3 separate regions of the Canis lupus genome follow, and regions 2 and 3 are each linked to region 1. The links are chromatin contacts, called in public Hi-C maps. All regions are on one chromosome and are shown on one strand. The core of a region is the stretch at or near the end of the contact, and the rest is flanking DNA. Distances in the headings are between cores, read along the strand shown. Region 1 holds the start of CCDC112 (coiled-coil domain-containing protein 112). Region 2 holds the start of AP3S1 (AP-3 complex subunit sigma-1). Region 3 has its middle 19 kb from the start of TICAM2.

The links. A called contact is a pair of places that touch in the nucleus more often than the background predicts.
Region 2: a Hi-C map of blood shows a contact between it and region 1, with 4 times the contacts expected there. The contact joins the promoter of AP3S1 here to the promoter of CCDC112 in region 1. A contact is called at or near these places in 2 of 9 Hi-C or Micro-C datasets (both in blood).
Region 3: a Hi-C map of blood shows a contact between it and region 1, with 4 times the contacts expected there. The contact joins the enhancer-like site here to the promoter of CCDC112 in region 1. A contact is called at or near these places in 6 of 9 Hi-C or Micro-C datasets (amygdala, blood and liver).

The regions. Positions count from the first base shown.
Region 1 is chr11:5,321,659-5,324,638 of UU_Cfam_GSD_1.0, reverse strand. CCDC112 (coiled-coil domain-containing protein 112) reads left to right here and starts at 1,480. Exons shown (of 9, transcript XM_038551839.1): 1 at 1,480-1,617. The coding sequence starts at 1,495. LOC119876793 (a long non-coding RNA gene) reads left to right here. Exons shown (of 2, transcript XR_005366513.1): 2 at 1-178.
Region 2 is chr11:5,812,064-5,815,043 of UU_Cfam_GSD_1.0, reverse strand. AP3S1 (AP-3 complex subunit sigma-1) reads right to left here and starts at 1,507. Exons shown (of 5, transcript XM_038551848.1): 1 at 1,359-1,507. The coding sequence starts at 1,427. ATG12 (ubiquitin-like protein ATG12) reads left to right here and starts at 1,654. Exons shown (of 5, transcript XR_005366528.1): 1 at 1,654-2,099.
Region 3 is chr11:5,600,136-5,603,115 of UU_Cfam_GSD_1.0, reverse strand. No RefSeq gene overlaps it. Among named protein-coding and RNA genes, the nearest start is that of TICAM2, 19 kb to the right of the region's middle. Within about 2 kb of position 1,410, at least 16 of the 20 cell types and tissues checked have an H3K27ac peak or open chromatin away from gene starts, as enhancers often do. A contact at or near this core is called in blood, where this site is marked.

The DNA.
Region 1 (2,980 bases), core at 231-2,730:
ATCTATGGATTTTTTCCAACTCCCCTACACAGTGTCTTTGAAATGTCCCTTCTTATTGACCAAGTGTGGCATTTCTGCCTCTGGCGTCTGACAGTGCGGGGCATGCCCTGCTTCGTTTCTTGGAAAGTGTAAAATACAGTTAATTGTTCAAACTCATAAATAAATGCTTTTACAGTGAGACTCTGTTTCACCAGCACTTAGTAGAAACCTAGAAAGCAGTCCTATTAGGTAAAATATGTAACTATAGACAGAGCTATATCTATATATAACACAAATAAATGTGACAGTAAAAGGTGAGTAGGGGACTGGAGGTAAAGGAGGGATTTAGAAAGATTTTGCTGAATACCAGTAGTGAAGCTTTTGGGAAAGTTGACACGCACCCGCAGCAGCGCTAAGGTTCTGGCCGATCGCCCCGCCCCGCCCCCTCCTGTTCCCGGGCCGCGCCCTGCCGGCACCCAGGTTCCTCCCGGCCCCGCCTCTGCTCGTACTCCGCCCCGCCCCTGCCCCCCGCCCCGCCCCCGCCCCGTTCCGTCCCCCGGCCGCGCCCTGCCGGCACCCAGGTTCCTCCCCGCACGCTCTCCGGCCCCGCCCCACGCTGCTCCCAGGTCCTGCCCGGTCCCGCGCTCCGACCCGCCCCACACCTTGGCCCCGCTCCCAACCCGTTCTACACTCAGGCCCCGCCTCACAAGCCGACCCGCCCGCGCTCCCGCCTTGCCCTGAATCAGCCCCGGCAGAGCCCGGCCAGATTCCCCCGGCCGCCCTGCACTTGGTCCGCGGTGCCCCCGCGCCCCTGTCCCGCCCACGACTCGGCCCCACCCTGCCCTCCGCCCCGCCGCACTTCTCGGCGCCGCTCCGGCGTCGGCCCCGCCCCGCGCCCGGCCCCGCCCCGCGCCCCGCCCCCGGCCCCGGCCCCGCCCCGCGCTCCCGCCCGGCTCAGCATCCCCTCGGAGCCCCGCCCTGTCCCCCGCCCGCGCCCTATCCCTCCGGCCCTCCTTGCACTCCCGCCTGCTTCCCAGTCGGCCGCGCCCAGCAACGCCCCCAGCTCCCGCCGGGTCCTGAGCCGCGGCCCAGCTCGACGACTCGGCTCCACCCTCCATCTCCGACCTGCCCTGCCCTGGCCTCGGCCCCTCGGCCCCTCGGCCCCTCGGCCCCGCCCCCGCCCCTCGGCCCCGCCCCCGGCCCCGCCCCTCAGCCCCCGCCCCGCATCCCGGCCCCGCCCCCGGCCCCGCCCCCGCCCCGCCCCTCGGCCCCCGCCCCGCATCCCGGCCCCGCCCCCGGCCCCGCCCCCGCCCCGCCCCTCGGCCCCCGCCCCGCATCCCGGCCCCGCCCCTCGGCCCCTCGGCCCCTCGGCCCCGCCCCGCGCCGTGGCCCCGCCGAGCTCTGCGTCCCGTGGGGCTCCGCCGCGCAGGGAACGTCTGCAGGACCAGGAGCTCCCGCGGCCCGGACCCCGTGGCCCGCGTGGCCGCTGCAGCCCGAGCGGCCGGGCGAGGAAAGATGGCGGCCCTGACGACGGTCGTGGTGGCGGCGGCGGCCACGGCGGTGGCGGGAGCTGTGGCGGGGGCGGGCGCGGGCGCGGCCCCCGGGAGCGGCGTGGGAGCCGCGCAGGTGCCGCAACAGGTAACCCGCGGAGGGCCGGAAGCCGTTCCCGCGGGGGGGCGGGGCTGTGGGCGCTGTGGGCGCTGCGGGCGCCGGGGCCGGGACGGGGCCGGGACGGGGTCGGGCCCCCGCCGAGCTGGTGTCCGCCGCAGCGCCTCCGGGGGCGGGGGCGGGGGCGGGGGCGCGGGCGCTGGGAGCCTCCCCTGGCCGCGGCCGGGCCCACGCCGGGCGTCGCGCTCTGTGGGCTTGTGCGTGCAACTGCTTTTTCAGAGCCACGGCCATGTGGCTTTGGCATCGAGGCAAAGTCTGGGTGGGAACCCTGGCTCCGCCGCCCCCAGCCCCGTGATGAGAACCTAACGTCTTGGCGACTCCGTGCCTTCTGGTCCCCACGTCCGCGGGGCCCTGCACGGTGCCCGGTCGTTGGTGGCTGCTCCGTTATTGTGTCTGAGCGAGGAGCACAAGAAGAGCTAAACACGGGGTGGTCTCGTATCTGCCTAGGACCTCGGTCTCCGCGCCGGGGACCAGAGGATCCTCAGGGACGGCTGGGTCCAGTTGCTTCCGCCAGAGACCTCCACTGCTCTCGTTGTCCCGCAGCCCACACCCAGAGCGTGGGCAGCCCCCCGTGTCCTACCTGCAGAGTAAGTCAGAAATCCCACTCACTCTTCACATCTCCAGTGCCGCTGCCCTTGTCCACACCATCATTTCTCCCTGGCTGAAATACTTTCTGAATTGGTTTCTGTTCTAACATTCTTGCCTTCTTAAAGTATCCTCAACAGCCGGGGCAGTTCAGTCCAGTAATGACACTCTTCAGCTCAGAGCCCTCATAGTAAAAGCCGATGTCCTTTCCACGGTCTGCAGAGCCTTCTGCTTGTCCCTCAGGCATGCCTAGCACTCTCCTACCTTAGGACCTTTGTCATTGCGATTCCCTCTTCCCTCTTGATTCTGTGGCTAGCTCTGTTTTCTTCTTTTTTAAAAAAAAAAAACTTCTTCTATTTATTCATGAGAGACACACAGAGAGGCAGAGACATAGGCAGAGGGAAAAGTTCCCCTCTCTGCTGAGCAGGGAGCCCCATGTGGGACTTGATCCCAGGACCCCGGGATCATGATCTGAGCCAAAGGCAGATAATGGTCAACCACTGAGCCACCCAGGCACCCCTAGCTCTGTTTCTTTCATGTAACTTTGTTCAAGTGCCATCAGCTCAGTGATTCTTTTCTTTTTTTAAAATTTTATTTATTTACTCATGAGAGACACAGAGAGAGAGGGAGAGACTTAGGCAGAGGGAGAAGCAGTCTTCATGCAGGAAGCCTGATGTGGGACTCGATCACCAGACCCTGGGATCACACCCTGAGCCAAAAGCATCTAGACGCTCAACCGCCGAGCCAC
Region 2 (2,980 bases), core at 258-2,757, 490 kb before region 1:
CTGACTGTAAGCAAAATGCCCCAATTCCAGCCAAGAGTTCTATCTCTACATGAATCCTTATAGTGACAGCTCCACGTTTTACCTAGTGGTGAATTTTGCCCTCAGATAGGCACCTATGTCTGTAACCCTCGCTCAGTCATTAACAAATTACTTATCTTAGGGTATCTGAGTGGTTCAGTGGTTGAGCCTCCACCTTTGGCTCTGGTGGTTATCCCTGGGTCCTGGGACTGAGGTCCGCATCAGGCTCCCCTAGGGAGCCTGCTCCTCTCTCTGCCTATGTCTCTGCCTCTCTCTCTCTCTCTCTCTCTGTGTGTGCCTCTCATGAATAAATAAATAAAATCTTTAAAAAAAAAAAAAGATCACGCAAAGTAAAAGCAATGTGTCAATATCATCAATTCATTTTCTCACTTTCTTCAACCCTCTTCTATGAGAGAGAAGGGTACCTGGGTGGCTCAGTGGTTGAGCATCTGCCTTTGGCTCAGGCCTTGAGGAGCCTGCTTCTCCCTCTGCCTCTCTCATGAATAAATAAATAAAATCTTTTTTTAAAAACTACCCATCTTTGCCCCCCCCCCTTAACACCTGCATTTTTTCAGCACTACTTCCACTCCACGGAGTGTCTTTCTAAGTAAAAGAAAAGCTACACACGAGACCCAATTCCCTTAGGTAGAGAACTGCCAAACCAGCAGCTGCCATCGTTAACTTTCAGGTGGAGAGAGTCACAGCTGTCATGGGCCAAACGTCGCCAGTTATTGCAGGACTCCCTTTGCAGCCACCAGGGGAAAAGCCCGAGAAAAAGGTGAGGTCCTCACTTATCTTTTCTTTCTCTACTAAGGAGACACCTGAAAGTCACACCGGGCGGCCGAGGGCCCAACGGCAGTACCCAGGAGAGAGCGTACGGAGGAAGCCCAAGTTCCTGCGCGACGAGCGGATTACCGGGAAAAACAGAAGCCCATCTGTCCACGGGGGAGGGACACCCGTCGGCCCGGAGCGGCTGCGAGTCGGGGAGGTGGGGCTGCGAGCCGCGGGCGGCGCAAGGCCGGGGCGCCCGGGGGGCTCGCGAGGGCAGGTGGGCTGCGGCCGCCCGCCGCCGGGGCCCCCGCCCCGGGAAGTCCCCCGGAGCCTCGCCCGCGCCAGCCGGGAAGCCGCCCAGCCCAGACAGGCGGAGGAGCCGCCCGGGCAGAGCCACGTCGGAGGACGGAGCCGGAGGCTGACAGCCCGGGAGCGCGAAGGGCCGCGGCGCGCCTCAGGGGGTCGCCCTGAGGGCGCTGCCAGCCTGCCAGCGACTCCCCTCACGCGGATCGGCGGCGGCGGCGGCCAGGCGGCCAGGCGGCCAGGCGGCGAGGCGGCGGGATACTCACGTAGGGCTGGTAGAACTTGGAGAGCCGCGGCTTCCCGTGGTTGTTGAAGATGAGGATCGCCTTGATCATGGCTGAGCCGGGCGGACCGGGTGGGCGCTGGGGGCCGGGGCGGGGGCGGGCGCGCGAGCCTCGCCTCGGGATCTCGCCGGCGATCCTTCCCCACCCGCCCCCTCCCGCACGCGCGCGCGCGCGCTCCCGCGTCGCGGGGCGGGGCCGGGGCGGGGCGGGGCGGGGCCGGGCCGGGCGGGGCGGGGCCGGCGCGAAGGGAAGCGGAAACATCTCCGGCCCGAGCCCACCTGTCCGGGAGGCGCCTGCGCACTTGGCGGCGCGCTGGGCTCGCAGACTCCCTCCGGAGGGCTGTTCCTCTGGCAAAACCGCACTTGCGGTGTTCACGGTCGGGGCTCTGCGACATGCTCCGCACAGAGGCCCAGCCGGCAGCCCCACCTTTCAGCGTTGGGTTTTCCGCTCCCCCGCCCCCGCGCCGCCCTCCGCCGCCTCCCTAGCGACGCCCCTGGCGTAAAGCCCGCCCCCGGCACGCGCCGAGCCGCCACTTCCGCCCTCGCTCTGCACTGAGCAAGATGGCTGAGGAGTCGGAGTCCGGGCTGCAGCTCCCTCCCTCGACTGCTGCTGAGGGCGAAGGACCTACGGAGGTCTCCCCAGAAACAGCCACTCCGGAGCCCCCTTCTTCCGCCGCCGTCTCCCCGGGAACAGAGGAACCTGCTGGCGACACCAAGAAAAAAAGTAATTTTTTGTGAGCCAATTTCTAGGCGAAGGCGGGAGGTTTGTGTAGATTGCGTCTGACTAGGTCCCTGGCGGCCAATAAAGGAGCAAAATTCAGAGGAGGGCTGGTCCCAGCCTTGGCTTTTGGCCAGTCCGGAGAGAGGAAGTGTAGTTTCCGGCTTTTGAGACCTTTGAGTTGGGGACTCTCAGGCCGGCCGGCTCTGGACCTCCCTGCGCGGCGCGGCGCGGGGCGGGGCCCTGGGCGGGCTCCTGGGCGGGCTCCTGGGCGGGCCCCTAGGTGGGCCCCTAGGTGGGCCCCTGGGCGGGCCCCTGGGCGCCGCAGTACTTCCCACGCCGCGCTCCTCTCTTCTTCCGAGCGGGTCGGACTGCGGGCTTGTGGAGCGTGGGAGCTGAGGGGCGCCTGGGTGGCGCAGTTGGTTAAGCGTCTGCCCTGGGCTCAGGGCATGATCCCGGGGTCCTGGGATCGAGCCCCAGGTTGGGCTCCCTGCCCGGTAGGGAGCCTGCTTCTCCCACTTCCCCTGCGCGTCCCCTGCTTGTGCGCGCGCGCGCTCTCTCTCTCTCTCTCTCTCTGTCAAATAAAATCTTTTTAAAAAAGAAGAAAGTGGGAGCTGAGTGGGACTTCGGTAGTTCCAGGTATTAAACGTTGGGACATAATTATTTGACTAATGATTTAAGGTCATAGGGATACTCAGTAGCAACTCTGGTTTAGAATCCACGCTTTCCGACGAGTTCGCTGTTTTTTTCTATTAACTGCGTGTGAATTCACTCCTTGTATCAAAAAACCGAAATTTTATCAAGGACGAAGAATGTTGAGAGAAAACCATAGGCATCCTCCTTCCTCCTCTCCCTGCGCCCCCTCCCTCCAGCCATTTTGGAGTTTT
Region 3 (2,980 bases), core at 161-2,660, 280 kb before region 1:
TGCTGAGCACACAGATGATACCAAATATTTGTGGCATAAATGATCGGTGCATTTTCCTGAAATGTATACTTGATAATTTGGGAAGAAAATTAAAGTACTTAAACTCATAACCAATTTAACATATTTTCTTCGCACACCATGTGAATATGAAGAACAATGCAAAATTTGGATCAATTTATTTTTTTTCAAAGATTTTATTTATTCATGATAGACTTAGAGGGAGAAAGAGGCAGAGGCACAGGCAGAGGGAGAAGCAGGCTCCATGGAGGGAGCCCGATGTGGGACTTGATCCCAGGACTCCAGGATCGCGCCCTGGGCCAAAGGCAGGCGCTAAACCGCTGAGCCATCCAGGGATCCCCTTGAATCAATTTAAAGTATAAAATGGAGCAATTCCAGTAAAATTTGCCCTTGACGTTGGTGACTCTGGGTTTATTTATGCATGCCACAGGCGTGGTGAATGGGGAAATGTTTATCGCACTTGTAATTAGCATTATTTCAGTGAATAAATGGAAAAGCACTGATTTGAAGCGTTGTCAGATGAAGTACAAGCAGAGGAAATTTTGGCAGGGAGTAGGGACTGCCTGGGAATTAAAAATATGGAGGTGGACAGAATTTCTGAACTGGGTTGGTAGGATAAAACTAGGATGGGGGGACTTGAGATTGATAGGGTAGAATTAGGTATTTGGTTTCATAAGGCTTTTTTTTAAAAAATATTTTATTTATTTATTCATGATAGACATATATAGAGAGAGGTAGACACAGGCCGACGGAGAAGCAGGGATTCCGCCCCCCCCTCTTTTTTTTTTTAAGATTTTATTTATTTATTCATGAGAGGCACAGAGAGAGTGTGTGAAGCAGGCTCCTTGCAGGGAGCCCGACCTGGGACCGATCCCGCGTCCCCAGGATCACACCCTGAGCTGAAGGCGGCGCTAAACCGCTGGGCCGCCGGGGCTGCCCTTCGTAAGGCTTTTTATACTTTTTACTTGATTGCCTTTTTGCTCTTCCTTTTTATTCAGCGGAACTCCAGTCTTCTTGGGTTGGGCAGAAGGAGCCCTAGAGAGGAAACTGTCGGCGTGGCTTTCTCGCAGGGTTCGCTGCGCTGCGCATCCCTGCCCAGGGACGTGGCCCACGACCTCAGAGAAGGGCCCTGGCGGGAAGGAGCCAGGGGGAGCGGCAGGACCCGGGTTTGGCTAAGCCCGCGGTTTCTTCATTCAGGGTTTAGGCGCTCCAGTCGGGGACGGAGAAGCCGCGGCTGCAGCCCTCACCCCAGCACCCAAGTCTGCACCGAGCAAACACCCTGGCGGCGACCCCATCCACCGCCTCCAACCCAGGCGTCCGGGGACAGTGAAAGGCGCAGCAGCAGCAGCAGCAGCGCAGGGAGCGTGCCTCTGCCTCGGTGACAGTCCCCCTGCGCCACTGCCGGTCGTCGGCCCCTTCCGGGCCTCCCTCCCTTCTGCGCGGAGGCCTCGGAGGGTTCCTGGGGCCGGCGGCCGCGAGACCAGCCCAGCGCCTAACCGCAGAGGTCTGCGCGCGCAGGGGCGTGGGCGTGGGCACGTGGTGGGCGGGGCCTGAGCTCCGGGCCGGGGCCCTCCTCCCGGCGGCCCGCGGGCGGTGGGCGTGGGCACGTGGTGGGCGGGGCCTGAGCTCCGGGCCGGGGCCCTCCTCCCGGCGGCCCGCGGGCGGTGGGCGTGGGCACGTGGTGGGCGGGGCCTGAGCTCCGGGCCGGGGCCCTCCTCCCGGCGGCCCGCGGGCGGTGGGCGTGGGCACATGGTGGGCGGGGCCTGAGCTCCGGGCCGGGGCCCTCCTCCCGGCGGCCCGCGGGCGGTGGGCGTGGGCACGTGGTGGGCGGGGCCTGAGCTCCGGGCCGGGGCCCTCCTCCCGGCGGCCCGCGGGCGGTGGGCGTGGGCACGTGGTGGGCGGGGCCTGAGCTCCGGGCCGGGGCCCTCCTCCCGGCGGCCCGCGGGCGGTGGGCGTGGGCACATGGTGGGCGGGGCCTGAGCTCCGGGCCGGGGCCCTCCTCCCGGCGGCCCGCGGGCGGTGGGCGTGGGCACGTGGTGGGCGGGGCCTGAGCTCCAGGCCGGGGCCCTCCTCCCGGCGGCCCGCGGGCGGTGGGCGTGGGCACGTGGTGGGCGGGGCCTGAGCTCCGGGCCGGGGCCCTCCTCCCGGCGGCCCGCGGGCGGTGGGCGTGGGCACGCGAGGGGCGGGGCTGCGGCGCCCGGCACAGTCTCGGGGAAGGCGCTGCCCGCGAGGTGTCCCGAGGGGAGAGGAAGACGCGGGAGCCGCGGGGCTGGGCGCGGGCCTGGGCGCGGGCCTCCGCGGTGCAGGCGAGTAAGCGGGCTCCCGGGCGGGAGCGGCGGCGGGAGCGGCGGCGGGGCTTGCGGCGGGCTTGAGGCCGGCGGACCCTCTCCCTCTTCAGGGAGAGTCCGGGCAGCCTTCTGCTTTGCTCGTAGGTTTCCCTTTGACCAGAAAACCTGTTTCTGGGGAAAAACCACCTCCGAACGTAAGCAAGTGGCCGAGAGGTTCTGCGTGAAGCGTCTGCGGGACCCTGGGAGCCAGGGCTGAAACTTTCGGTTTTGGTTTTTGTCTTTGGCATCTTGGCCAAAAGCTGATTTGGTTAAAAGCAAATTTGGGGCCGGCCGCTGTGAGCTGGGTTTTAGGCAGTCAACTAAAAAAATAAAAAATAATCTTTAAAGATATGGTGCATTTTAAGACTTGCAATAGTGTGTTGATTATAAGTGGCGTTCAGGAACTCCGTATTCAGTCTCCTTTATCTCAGAAAAAGTAGATGAAAACTCCGTCATCTCCTTCCGAAGCGCAGTACATGTCACCTGCCCACCCCTGTGGATCTGGGAACAAATGGTGTCTGGGCCGCGGGGTCCTTGGCACCTTGTCTGTTGTCGTTTGCTCCTCCCGGTGTTCTTGTTTATTGAACTGACACCTGCTAATACATCTCTTGTCTGACACCCCCCGGGCCAGACAG